2 separate regions of the Mus musculus genome follow, and region 2 is linked to region 1. A link is a contact called in public Hi-C data. All regions are on one chromosome and are shown on one strand. Each heading gives the region's core, a stretch centred on a gene start, on an enhancer-like site or on the middle of the called end of the contact. The rest is flanking DNA. Distances are from core to core; before and after follow the strand shown.

Region 1 (7,225 bases), core at 1,415-3,914:
TCTCAACACTGCAACTAATAAATAAATAAATAAGCAAGTAAACAAAGATTCTGTAGCTAACACTCAAGAACACCACCATATTTTTCCTGGTTTGTCTCTTCTTATTCTACCAAAACGCTGACCAGAAGCTACTTGGGAAGGAAAGGATTTATCTTCTCACACTTCTAAGTCAAGGCAGGAACTGGAGGCAGGAACCTACAGGCAGGAACTGAAACAGAGACCATGGAGGAACGTGTCTCCCTGGCTTGCTCCCCATGGCTTGCTCAGCCAGATTTCTTTTTTTTTTCTTTTTTGGTTTTTCGAGACAGGGTTTCTCTGTCTAGCCCTGGCTGTCCTGGACCTCACTTTGTAGACCAGGCTGGCCTCGAACTCAGAAATCCACCTGCCTCTGCCACCCGAGTGCTGGGATTAAAGGTGTGCGCCACCACGCCCGGCTCAGCCAGATTTCTTATACAACTCAGGATCACTGTCCAGGGGGTGGCACCACCCACAGTGGCCTGAGGTCTCTCACCCCAATCATTAATCAAGAAAATCCCCTACAGTCTTGCCTGCTGGTCAGTCTGATGGAGGCAGTTCCTCACCTGAGGTTTCCTGGTGACTCAAGCTTGTGTCAAGTTGACAAAAGAACTAACAAAAGCAATTTTCTCTTGGGAGGAAGGGTGCTGGGGATTGAACCCAGGGCCTTGTGAATGCTAGGTGAACACTATTATTAAGCTATACCACAGGCCAATTCCATGCATTATTGCAAATTATTGGGGCACACATAGTTTTCAAATGTCAGCAATGTCAAAGGCCATCCTTGATATGCTGTGTGTCATGAGAGGACATGTTTAACAAGATTGGTGCTGACAGGCATATTTGGGGCAGCGAGACTGTGGAGCTATTGGGCTGCTTCACCGACTCATGGCCATAGCCATGAGCACGTTGGTAATAGCCGCTCACTCATATTCTGCCCCAGGTCCAGCTTTTAGCAGTCTGGGGGTCTCCTGTCTTCTGTTCTCATGTGCTTCTGTTGCAATGGACAGACTGTTCTTGTTGATGGTCTCCACCATGTCATCACCTCTAAGTCCTTGGTCAGTGTGAGTCTTCTAACTTGAGTGGAAAGTGCCAGGAGACCCCAGGACTTGGTGGCTCAGAGCAGCACTGCAGGTAAGTCCAATGAGCGAAGGAAGGGACGGGAGGGACGAACCCCACTGCTTCTTGCTCCTTCCACATCTCAGCTCTGTGTCTCGTGGCTTTAGATCTTACTAAAGTGAGGCGCATGCATGTGTGTGCATGCACACACATACATACACACATGCACATAAAAAAATGTTTACTAAATGACCCAAGGAGTAAAATTTAAAAAAAAAAAAAGGAAAATCTACATCCAAGCAACCAAACCAATTTATTCAATAAAGTCATAGCATGGGAAATGATGGAGATAATTTTGTTTTGTCTTGCAACAGGACCTGTCTTAGGGTTTCTGTTGGTGTGATAAACATTATGGCTGAGGTAGTTTGAATAGGTATGGGCTCCATAGACAAGTGTTTGAATGCTTGGCCATAGGGAGTGGCACTATTAGTAGGTGTGGTCTTGTTGGAGTGGGTGTGGTCTTGTTGGAGTGGGTGTGGTCTTGTTGGAGGAAGTGTGCCATTGTTGGGGGCAGGCTTGCAGGTCTCCTATGCTCAAGCTCTGTCAAGTGTGGCACATAGTCTCCTTCTGCTGCCTTCAGATGAAGATGTAGAACTCTCAGTTCCTCCAGCACCATGTCTGCCTGGACGCTGCCATGTTTCCCACTGTGATGAGAATGAACTAAACCTCTGAAACTGTAAGCCAGCCCTAATTAAATGGTTTTCTTTATACTAGTTGCCTTGTTCATGGTGTCTCTTTACAGCAATGAAACCCTAAGTAAGACAGGTCCTGTCTTAGGGATTCTATTGCTGCGATAAACACCATGGCTAAAAGCAACTTAGGAAGGAAAGGGTTTACTTCAGCTTACACTTCTGTATAGATCCATTGTAGATGGGCACCAGGGCAGGAACTCAAGGCAGGGACCTGGAAGTCGGAACTGAAGCTGCGGCCAAGGTGGAACTCTGCTTTCTGGTTTGCTCACAGGCCAGTCTGGTAGGGGCTTTTTCTCAGTTGAAGGTCCCTCTTCCCAGATGTCTTTAGTTTGTATTAAATTGACATAAAAACTGGTCAGCACATGAAAGGAGGGTCAAATCTCACCAGAAATAATTCTGAGGAGACTGGAAGAGGAGAGGCATGAAATGTGTCATGGGGAGGACCTGTTCATGGGATTGATGCTACGTATGTGCACACACACACACACACACACACACACACACACACACACACACCATTGGTGGCTTGTTCAGGTACCATGCCTTAGCTTTGTAAGCATTGAGCCTCACCATTAAGTACTGTGTGGAAATGAGACTCAACACTAAAAACCAAGGCGCCATTGGTTGGAATGGGTATAGGAAGATTACAAAACTAATTACAGTTTCTCTGCATGTCCCAGAGCACAGAAGTCACGGTCTCAATTGTGGTCTAGTGGCATTTGCTTCAGCTATTTAATTTCTGTACTTGTTGTGACAATTGCTTTGATAGAGTGCATTTGTCGAGGGTTTAAAAGTCGCAGCATTTATGGGCTTCCGGCTTTTGTGAAGGAAGACAGATTGTTGGAGTATTTGAATGTCATGATAATGAGGCTGGACCACAGGAACAATTGGTATGTTTTCATGTAATTGAGCCCATTCAGGCGCAATTGTTTGTAAGTTCTGAAATACCACCGTGACATCAGACTTTCTTAGCAATCTGCAACATCCTGCCGTGCACCCACCTAGATCAGTCTGTTTTAAAAATTCATTTCAGTGCAAATGATGCAGAGAGAATGAGTTAAAAAAGTTGGATTCAAGCTAAGATTTTGCTAATAAGACTTTCAGCCTGGAAAAGACAATTGTAAACCTGCTGATTTCTACTCTTTCCTGCTGAGCTAACAGGAAAAAAGTGAGAGGAAGGCAGAAGGTGGCTTTGCGAGGTAGGAGGGGCAAGCTCAGCTCCTCTGGGACCCAAGGACTGTAAAAACACGGTCAAAGTACTCTCACCGTGATCTGGGAACATAGGTTCAGATCTCCTTGAGAAACAGGCTCCCCTGTGGAGACAGTTACATGGATTTTGATAGCAGAAGAACAAAAGAAAGTCATAAATCAAATCATTATTTTTTTTCAAATAGGTTGGTGAGGACAATAGACAGCTGAGTTATAGGAGCTTACAGGTTCTCTGTCTGTCTGTCTGTCTGTCTGTCTGTCTCTGGGCTGAGATTCTATTTAATAACGTTCTTGAGGCTTAGGTTGGTGGAAGCCAGAAGTTTCTCTCCATTCTGAAGGCTTTACCTCATAGTTGAAAACATGCTAAGTTGGATACAGAGGTGGGCATATTTATTAATACATATTTTATACATATTTATTAAAGGGACCAAAGGTAACCCGAGGTCATTCTGATTATGACTTGCCATCGCTCCTCTAGACACTCACAGACGTGTAGTCCGTTAGCTTTATAGAGTCCTTTCACATCAGTGTGGCTTTCCCGCACTGGGACCTTCATCTCACAGGTCAGCTTGTTGGTCAAACATCACCATTTGTACATGTGGAGGGCAAATACTGCTCTGTGTCCTCCACTGCTAGGAAAACTCATTCCTAGGGTCTGATAAGTGTGGGGCTGAGTGAAGGGTTCATTTCACTTTACGGCTAGAGTGCATTATTGAAGAAAGCCAGGGCAAGAACTCAAGGCAGGAACTGGAGCAGATACCGTGGAGAAACCGTGCTTGCTCAGCATTTTTATTATACAAGCCAGGACCTGCCCAGGGGTGGTACCACCCAGAGTGGGCCAGGCCCTCTTACACCAACCAATAATCAATAAATATCGCACAGACTTGCCTACAGGCCAATTTGACGGGGTCATTTCCTCCCTCTTCCCAGATGACTGTAGCTTGTGACAGAAAACTAACCAACAGTGTTAACCAGTAAGAAAGAGGGCTTGGGATCATATTACAATTGTCCACTCTCATCTGGGTCATTGTGTGTGTGTGTGTGTGTGTGTGTGTGTGTGTGTTTGACAAAATAATCAAAACCTGTAGGTCCTAAAGAAGCAGACATCCCTAAAGTCACACTCTGTATGTAGTTACGTGCATAGATTCTATGAAATGGAATGTTTGATGTTTAGGGCATTTGGAACACTTATTATTATTTTTAGAATTAATTTTTTATTAGGTATTTTCTTCATTTACATTTCCAATGCTATCCAAAAAGTCCCCAATATACTCCCCCCCCCCCCCCACTCCCCTACCCACCCACTCCCATTTTTTGGCCCTGGCGTTCCCCTGTACTGGGGCATATAAAGTTTGCAAGTCCAATGGTCCTCTCTTTCCAGTGATGGCTGACTAGGCCATCTTTTGATACTATTATTATTATTTTTCAATTTGCTATTTTTATTAAAAGAACAGCAAATGCAGAGAGAGCCAAGGTGAGAAAGAGAAGGGTAAAAAGCTAAGCAACCTTCCACAGAAAGGAAGTGAGTGAAGACAGTAAAAGGGCGTGGCTCCAGGAAAGGACAAACTATGGCTGCTGGGGACAGGTTCTCCACAGGCAAGGATTTAACGAACGAAACTCATCTTTGATTTGAAGTGGGCTGCTGTTGCTTTGATTTTGGGGGGGGGGGTGTCTCATGTCAGTCCTTGCATAGTGCCCCACATCCATAAAAAAGAACCTCGTGGAGAAACACACCTTGCTTTGTTTCTAACTCTGGAAGTCAACACAGGTAAAGTGATACACAAACTACTGATGAATCTTAGCTGGAGATGGATAAAACTAATCATATCCAAAAGCCATGATTATTCAAACAGATCTAATACTGGAAAACATGCAATGCAAGGGAACCCCTGACTCTCTAGAGCCCAGCCTCCTGAGCACAGGGCATGGTAAGCCAGCGTGATAGGGGCCTTCGTTCTTCCTTCCTTTCCTGCCAGTTGGAAATCATTGGAGCACTTGCTTCTCTGCCCAACCTTTATACACAATATGGAGCTACAGGAAGCGCCTGGGAGGGAACGTTATGATGGAAAGAAACAGAAGATGCATCAGTTTTCCTAGGTGCTGGTAGCAAATTTTCAGAGAAGAACAAGTCACTCGAGGACATGCATGGAGGACGGAAGGCAAGCAGGACATGGGAAATGACATGTCCAAAGATGGGACTTCAACAGTTAGGTGAACAAAACACGGGCACTCTTCACCAGCAACACAACCTGGTGTGAAGCTGAAGTGGGTCAAGCCTCCTGCCGTCTTCACGCATCCGCGTTCCTGAGAGCCTGTTTGGACTTCTGCTTGAGAGGAAGGCAGGGCTGTGTGCTCTTCTTCCATAATTCACTTCCTCATTCAAACAAAAAATCCACTCCTTCACCTCCTGGGTGGGAGGCAGAGGCCTTTGTTTTCAACTAAAGCCAATCTCAGATGATTGGCCACGCTGTCCAAAGGCTACCCGATGACAGAGTGAGAAGAACCAAGGGTTCCGCGGTCTTCACAGCAGTTCTGAGATGGCTCCTCCTGCTTTTGATCCCTTAGGCCGTACTGCTTGCTTCTTCTTGGAAATGCCATTCCCCTTCACACCCAGTAGTGGATGGACTTCATCATTCGGCACTTCTTGGAGCTTTATATTGGTGGTTTTAGGTTTCTTCTTTGGTGGCTGGGACCCATCTGCTGAAGACTGCCTCTTCTTCTCTGAACTAGCCCCTTCATTAATCAAGGAGCTTGGGACTGCATCCGGTGGAGGGCCATACGGGTTTTCTTCAGGGTCTTCTACCTCAGGGGCAATGGGTAAATACAATAGAGCCTTTGAATCTTTCAGCTCTTCATCACTGCTACAGAAGGCAGCAATGGGATCCACGCTGGTGTCATCCACTTCCTCATCTGCAGCAGCATCAGCCGTGTTTGCTCAGGCCCACTTTTATCTTCATCCTCAATATCAAATTCTGGTCTGGTGCAAATGCACTCCAATTTTCTACTTGATTTTGGGCCCAAATGGACACCACTCCACTAGAAATAGAAGCTATGATGGGTCGGACTGGATGCCAAGCTACGTCCAGCAGGAGTTCCCCTCTGGTCCCATGTAAGATCTTCACCAGGTTGCCAATGCTCTTTTCCAAGATATACAGCACATGCTGCCTCGCAGAGCCCGCCACTATGTACTCCCCATCCCCAGAGAAAGAACTTTTTTTCCATGGAGTCCTATTCACCAAGTCCTGCAGCTTCTGCAGAGGCTCTGGCTCTCCATCTCTTCCACACGTTAAAATCTCTCTGCCGTCATAGACTCTTATTATTCGATCTACTGTGTTAATGAGGAAGCAACTCCCCTTCCGGGCAAGCTCAATTGACTTAATGGCAGTAGTATTGCTGGTCCCAGTTGTTACTCTGAAGGAAGCAACAAGATCCTGAGAGTCTGTTTTTAGGACCAAGATCTTGCCTTTTGCATTTCCTGTATAAATATATTCCCCTCGCCTATCAAAAGATGCCACCATGTTCAAATCTGAGTCATCGTCTACCGGCAGAACAACATGTTTGGAATCTGAAAGGGTCAACATGACAGGAGCAGATTTCATGGGACACACGAGAACCTTGTTCTTATCTCTCGAGGATGATATTGGACTTTTAAGATGGGCGAAGGGAATCAAAACCTCTGGTCGCAGTCTCCTGAAAGAACATCCTGCTGTGACACTATGTTATCTGTAGAAGCACTCACGAGCTTATGACCATCTCGGCTCCAACACAAAGAGCAGACTGGGTGGATGTGTGCACTAATTATTTTAGCAATGCCTCTTGTCAAGAAATCCCAAATAACAATTGGGCCATCGTTAGAGCCAACAGCAAGCAGTGTGCCCCACCTGTGAAAGGTGCAGGTCAGGGCCGCGCTGATGCAATCCAGAGTCCCATCAGCTTCCTCTGGGTAGTTCTGTCCAAAGGACTCCAGCAACTCGAGGTTCATCCCTGCAGACGCTGGCCGCCTGGTCTCGCACCGGCAACAATTCCTTCTCCCCCACCCGCTCAGAAGCCCCGCGTCTAAGTGGGGGGGCACTGCCAAGAGCCTGGAGCCCACTTATTATTTTTAATTTTAGTTTAGCTAGTATGATTTTTGTAGCCATAACTTCAATTTAATTTAGGGACAATTGCCTTTTAATGACCAAATTGTTGCA
Region 2 (7,225 bases), core at 1,553-4,052, 380 kb after region 1:
ATTTGTTTTGGTTAAACCTTTGCAGACGCTGCATTGGCCCATCCTCCACCCCTCTCCGTGCGTCCATCCTCTTTCCAACTCCAGTACTGGCCCCTCTGTTTTCCTATTCTGTGTTTTACTATCCCCTCTCCTGTAAGTCACAGACTGTTAAAGGGTGTTTTATTTTTTAAGCAAAGGATATTCAATTATGTTGTTTTTATTGAAGCATTATTGATAGTGACAATAATTATTTGGGGGAGGATAAATATTGTTGTGCCATTAATACAACCAAGCTGTTTTTTAAATATGTCTTTCCTCTTAATCTTACCCTTTAAAAGCTTTCCTTTGGGGTAATTAGTATGTAGCATGTTAAATATAATCAGTGATACATTTTCCACGATGAGGAGGATGTTTACAATGTCATGTTGATGGGAATGGGGGATAAAAAGATTGAGGCCAGAAGTCAGGGGCTACTGGCCTGTGAGACATCTAAGCAAGTGACAGACTTACCCTATGGGAAACCTGCTGCCAGAGAGCCACCCTCAGGGCAGAAGTGTGCCCAACTCTCTGATGTTGTTCTCTTTCCAGCAGAGGTCATGGACCCTGAGCCCCCTTCAGAATTGTCAGTGGCCATGTCCTGTTGTTTGCAGAGCTGGCTCCAGTCTGTCCGGGCAGTGGTGGCCAGTGTCCCTTCTGGTTAGACCTGGAGTCTGAAGCCCAAGCGTGTCTTTCTTGTGTCTCTATACACTACAACCTAACCCTTTCTATTGGAGTACGCTAATTCACTGGTTTTGGTTTTGCTTTGTTTTTGTTTTTTAATCACTTTGGGCTCCTGCACCCAGCTTGGACTTTCACACCGTGCTCCCTGCTCCTCACCACACCTCTTAGATTGCGCCCTCTCTCTTCACATTGCTCCTTAGAATCACTGCTTCTTGGTATCATGCCAGGAAATCTAACTGTGTAACTGGTAAATAAACTCTAGAGAGAGTAGGGTAACCCTCCCCAAAGCCTTTGAAAATACAGCTCTAGGAACAGTGCCTCTAACGATGGATGACAAGATGCTATAGCACGGAGATGTGTCTGCCCTGTCCTGTGTATCACTGCCCACCAAAGGACAGATGTCTTCTATGGCAGGCCACAAGCATCAAAAGCACTATGGTGGCATTTCTGCCACACCAGTTTCATAAATGGTAACAACACACACCTAGACCGTTTCTCAAGCCAAATCCTTTAGAGAGTCAAGTTTTTTGTTTGCTTTTTGTTTTTGTTTTTCAAGATAGGATTTCTCTTTGTAGCCCTAGCTGTCCTAGAACTAGCTCTGTAGACAAGGCTGGCCTCAAACTCATAGATCCGCCTGCCTCTGCCTCCTAAGTGCTGGGATTAAAGATGTGCACCACCACCCTGCCTGGCAATGGTTAAGTTTTGTAGCAGCGATACCTTCTGCGTCTGAAAACTATGGCATATGATATGCCACTAGACCCCACTGACAGCATCCCTTAAGGCTCATGGTGGCCCATACATGGAGCCAGCCCTGACACTTTTTTCTTAGCACTATAGGGCCATAGTTCGTGGTAAGCAGGCTAGGACTGGCTATTCCTGCCATCCTTTTGTCCACTTCTTAGGGCTTCATCTTCTGCTTGTGGTTCAGAGAGTGTGTGCTCCTAGATCCACCCCAGCCCAGCATTCTGGTCTCAGTGCCAGTGGGATTCAAATTCTTGTGGAGGCAACAGAAGTTCTGGGAAAGGTCGATCAGAGGGCTGTCTGGGTCTGGTGCAGTCTGGGGTGGCCACATAGGTTCCTAAGAGATATTTATGAGATGGGATCTGGGGAATTAGACCCTGGAAATGGGGAACCATTCTCAAACACTGAAAATTGCAATGGTGGGGTAGTGAGTCCCTCAACCCTGCATTAAGGCTCTGGTCTTTGTGTCTGGTATGAAAGATGAAGTGTATTCATGTGGACCATCCATGCATCTAGAGCCCCGCATGGATGATCCTTGACATTGAAGCAGCATGCTACACCCCCCTTTCCCACTCCACTCCCATGAGAATTTACTCCAGACACTCAGAGAATAAGGAAAAAGCTCTTTAATAGCATACATCCTGCTCTGGCTAACACCCAACGAGAAACCAGCCATGAAACTTTTAACAGCTTATATAGGTCATAGGCTTCAACATTCCACATATAAAGTTACACTTTGAGCAATTAAGCAGAGACAGAAAACTTCAAGTCTGATCGCAGTTACTTTTAATGTAGAGCAATGCTGTTCCTTTCCAGTAGTTGTTACCCCAGGTCATCCTGCCTGGCAGATGTATGCTCTCCTTGGTGATAGAGCCAGGGTAGAGGTGTGTTCTTTGATATGGAGATAGGTCTTAGTTGGCCACAATCTTAGTGAACTAAACCCTAGCAGGAATGTATTCCCAGAAAGCCTGAAGTTCAGTTATGTTAGAGGCACACGATGTTTCCTGCCGTTCCTAGCAAGCCTGCCTAGGGTGGTGCTCAACTTCTAGGGGAATAAGAGGTAGGGCTTCTTCAGCTACAGTCTACTTTGTGTGCTTCAGTATTCCCTAAGCAAGCTTATTGGTAGATGCTTTATCATTAATTTATCACTCCCGTTCTTTCCTGTATCAAGGTGTCATGGTGGGAGGGTGAGAGCAGCATGAGGGTTGAGATTCATGACCTCTGACCCCCAGGCGGAGGAGGAACGGGATGACATGGAGAGAGTCAAGCTGGACAACAAGAGGATCCTCTTCAATCTCCTGCCAGCTCACGTCGCACAGCACTTCCTCATGTCCAATCCCCGGAACATGGTGAGTGAGTGCCAGGGCTCCATGGGGCCTGCTGGCTGGCAGGACTTCCAGGTCTGCCACTGGAATGCAGCTCAGTGTGGCCCACTCTGTGTCCTTCTGCTTTGCCTGTGGCCTTTAGCAAGCCCTGATTTAGCTGCTCGGCTCTGCCTGGCCATGCTATCAGCTCCCCTGGAATGGATAACTTCTGGTCTACCAGGAAACTCTGGGGAAATTAGGTTGGCAGGTATGCATTTCTTTCCCCTCCCTTCCATTCCGTCGTGGGCTGGCCTGCAGTGTTCATAACAAAATGCAGAGAGGAGAAATTCGTTTTCAAGACTGGATTATTTCAAATGGCTTCCCTAATGTGGGGTCAATAGGTGCTGAAAAAGGAGAGCATGCTCATGTGTCTGACTATCCGTTGCTATGTCTGCTTGAAATGTGGGGATTCGCTTTCCCTCCTCTGCATGGAATGTTTGGCCAGAGCTCCTCACAGCCCTGCCTGCTGCAGTTGCTATGGCCACCAGCACAGCATAAGGGAGATGCGTACAAAGGCCAAGCTGAAAAGTAAAAAAGTCCAGGCTGGCTTCTATAGTTCTAGGGGAAGGGACAAAGCCTGGGGGTTCAGCCTTAAGCTCCTCCAGCCGGAAGCAGCTGCTGTGGTTTCTGTACAATCAGCTGAGCCTTAGAACCAGGAAATGTGCAGCTTTCATAAGCCCTGCCCTCTTCCCTGCTATTCTTCCCCTAGGAGGCTCAAAAGGACAAAGCTGACCACCCAGGATTTGCCCATTCAGTGCCCTGTACAACCTGGAGCTCACAGCATTCCCACAGCATTACCTGTGGAACCAACTGGGCCCCTATGGCCTGTCTCCTATGGCCTGGCTTGTTGGTTCCCCTATGGCTTGGCTTTCCAAAGCTGCTCTTGTTGGTTGGCCGTATCTGGCACTGCACGGTGGTTCTGACCCCTCCTGCCTTTGCAGGACCTCTACTACCAGTCCTACTCCCAGGTGGGCGTCATGTTTGCCTCCATCCCCAACTTCAATGACTTCTACATAGAACTGGATGGCAACAACATGGGTGTTGAGTGTCTGCGGCTCCTCAACGAGATCATTGCCGACTTTGATGAGGTGAGGCTGCAGCATCCACTCACAGGGTAGCAAGGATGACCTTCCATGGACCCAAATCCTGCTGTGTCCACTGTGTCTCCAGTAGGGTCCAGGACAGAGCATCTTGGCTCTAGGAGAGGGCAAAGGGCTGGGTAGCGTTCACTCTTGGAGGGCAGGTAGGAACTTCTTGGACCTTCCCCAGCCAGGCACTGTGTTTGCCCCAGCCCTGGAGCCTCTTTCCTTGGTGACAGTGAGCTTGGCTTCAGAGACAGGGGTTGTATCTTGCTGTACTTCCTGGATGCCTCTTTCATGCAGAGTGACAGACCCAAAACAGACCAGAGGAGCTGTTGTGCACAATTTGATGGCCACCTCCTCTGTTGCCCCCTAGTGGATGTTGGCTATATGACATCTCGTGATATTAACAGTTTTCTTGTGTTTTAAACAAAGCTCATGGACAAGGACTTCTATAAGGACCTGGAGAAGATTAAGACCATTGGGAGCACTTACATGGCTGCCGTGGGGCTGGCGCCCACAGCAGGAACCAGGGTAAGCAGGTCTTAGGGCACTGGTTCAGGCATGGGCCAGGTCAGGGCCCCATACTGGCGTTAGTTCCTCTACGCCTGACTAGGGAAGAAGATCCTACGCTATCTTGCCATTGGCTGGTTCTGTCTAGATACCCAATCTTAGAAAAGCCCTTAAGCCCTCCTCACCAGATACCTCCCTTTGCTCCAAGACTTGGGATGCTGAAAACGACCCCCCCAGACTCCCACCCAGTAGAATTGTGAAAATGACATGGCTCTGAGGCTCCAAAGGAGATTGATTCCATGATTGACACTGTCCCAGAGCAGGGATCATTTTGCCAAACATTTAAGGAACGAATGCTGTCAGTCACCTCCAGCTGTTTCCAGGAGACAGGCAGAGGGAAGGCTTCAGACTCATCCTAGGCCACACCCTCATACCAAAACTACACAACGACATCACAGGGAAGAAAAGCCACAGGTCACTATTTGCCTCTCACAAATGCAAATGCATAAACTCCTCATCAAACATTAGCAAATAGAGTCAAACACTAAGTAAAGTGAATCCTACCTGAGGGACAGGTAGGATTTATTCCAGGTACAAAACACTGGTTTAATATTCCAAAATGAATTTGTGAAATTTACCCGATCAACATAAGATCCAAAAAACGAATGCAAAAATCCATTTGATCCAAGACTCATTCCTGAATAAACGTGATTAAAATCAGAAAAAAAAAGGAGACTTCTAAGTTGACAAAGAACACAAATAAAAACCCTATAGCTGAGCGTTGTATCTAATGGAGATAAAACTTGCCAGCTCGGGATCAGGAGCATTACAAGAATATCCCTTCTCATCAGCATTAATATTCGTACTGAAATCAGGATTTTGCTAAATAGTCTAGTTGGGACTTGAACCACTATGTAGCCCAAGTTGGCAATGAATCCCAATCCCTCTCCCTTCGTCTCCTGATTCCCAGGACTGTAGGAGCACACCAGGATACCTGACTCATACCCACTTAAATTCAACAGCGTTCTGGAAGTCCTAGCTAAGGCCCTAGGACAAGAGGAGATAAAGCACATATAGATTTTGAAGGAAGAAAGAGAATTATCCGTCTTTGCAGATGACATGATAATATATGTGGAAAGGCTGAACAAATGAGTGATGATGGGTGGGTGGGGGATGGGTACATGACACTCCTAACCAGTGAACAAATGAGTGAGGCAGGATCCAGGGTTCACATGTAAAAGTCAGTCCTTCTCTCTATAATAGCAATGAACAGTTGCTATTTGAAATTCCAGACATAATGCCACTTATATTAGTGCTAAAGTATAATACCAGGTATAAATATAACTTGGAATATATAAGAGCTATATAAGGAAAACTATTCCATGTCCCTGCACAGAAAAGATGACTGCTGTCAAGATATCAGTGCTTTTAAATTTGATTTATGAAATTAATTTAGTCTCAGTCAAAATTTTATCAGGAAATCTCATGACCTTGACAAACTGAACCTAAATTTATACTGACAAAGGATCCAGAAGAAGCCAAGACAATCCTGGAGAACTAACCAGACAGCTACAGCAGTCACATAGTGTAGTGTCCTGGGACAGAGTGCCCAGAAAGAGACACATAGAACTATGCCCAGTTGATCTCCATTTTAATACAATAGTTGCATATTCATACGAAAACCACAACCAAGATAAAGATGTCCTGCTCTTCATAAGATCAATTCAAGTAAAGCGATTAACCTAAATGTAGACTAAAAGTCTAAAAACCTCTGGACATTGGAGAAAATCTAGATGGTCCTGAGTTTGGGATGGTTCTTTTTAGACTTTACACCGAAGTATAATACCAGTAGCATAAATCCTGAAAGAAAAGATTATTTTAGTTGGACTCCGTCAAATGAACCTCCTACTCTGTAAGCAACGTTGTGAAGGAACAGTCTGTCTGCAGGCTGGAGGAAAATTTGCCACCTATCTGATAAAGGACTTATACTTAAAATAAAATTTTAAAAAACCTGTAAGATTATAAAAAAAAAATCAGAAAAATGCCAAACTAGTTAAAAACGGGAAGTCTGGATAGGGGTCCATCAGTGAAGATGTAGAGAGGCAAGGAAAGACATGAGAAGATGTCCCATATTTTAAGTTCTTAGGGAGGAGATTAAAGCATTAGCATTGAACCACATTGACCTATTCAAACAACCCAAATCCAGAACACTGGAACCACTGGGTGCTGGGAGTCTGCGGGCAAAAGGAACTCTTGTTGCTTACTGCTGGGGAGGCAAAATGCTCCAGTGACTGTGGGTACAGTTTGACAACTTCTTACAAAGCCGTTCAACTGTTACCAGCGCCTGCAAACCCGGCAACTGCAGTCCTTGGTGTTCACCAAAACGAGACGCACGCTTACATCCACACAGACATCTGCTACTCCGAATCACTAACGACTGAAAGCCAACAAAAGTCCCTTCATTAGGCGAATGGATGAAGACCTTCTGACATGCCCATAGAATTAAATATTGCTGTCCTAAAATTGTGCAGGTGACAGAGGCACAGTGAGACCTGAAGCTACTGTCTGAGAAAGACAAAACCACAGAGACAGAATTAGTGGCTTCTGGGTATGGGGTAGTAAGAGTCATGGCTCGGCAGAGCACGGAGGATTTGTAGGGCAGGGGAGCTATTGTGTCACACTGCACTGCATGATATCATACATTCATCAAGCCTGCCGAACAGACAATACCAAGGGTGAGCTCTAATGTTAACTGTAGCTGTGGGTTGGTAATTATATTGCCAGCATTGGCTCACTGACTGTAACAAATGTGCCACTGGGATGCAAGAA

The links. Hi-C and Micro-C count contacts between places; a contact is called where the count stands out from the background.
Region 2: a contact with region 1 is called in a Hi-C map of uterus. The contact joins two enhancer-like sites. A contact is called at or near these places in 4 of 15 datasets of contacts at CTCF or cohesin (the NIH/3T3 cell line, embryonic stem cells and stem cell-derived epiblast-like cells), 13 of 484 Hi-C or Micro-C datasets (the HL-1 cell line, cerebral cortex, cortical neurons and 4 more), 6 of 115 datasets of contacts at active chromatin or transcription factors (embryonic stem cells and kidney) and 2 of 9 other capture datasets (embryonic stem cells and pancreatic islet).

Annotation. Positions count from the first base shown.
Region 1 is chr11:6,776,122-6,783,346 of GRCm38.p6, forward strand. It overlaps the pseudogene Gm11977. Among named protein-coding and RNA genes, the nearest start is that of Gm11981, 60 kb to the left of the region's middle. Within about 2 kb of position 2,665, at least 9 of the 459 cell types and tissues checked have an H3K27ac peak or open chromatin away from gene starts, as enhancers often do. A contact at or near this core is called in uterus, where this site is marked.
Region 2 is chr11:7,157,534-7,164,758 of GRCm38.p6, forward strand. Adcy1 (adenylate cyclase 1) reads left to right here. Exons shown (of 20, transcript NM_009622.2): 15 at 2,673-2,789; 16 at 3,746-3,892; 17 at 4,319-4,417. Among named protein-coding and RNA genes, the nearest start is that of Ccdc201, 27 kb to the right of the region's middle. Within about 2 kb of position 2,803, at least 71 of the 459 cell types and tissues checked have an H3K27ac peak or open chromatin away from gene starts, as enhancers often do. A contact at or near this core is called in uterus, where this site is marked.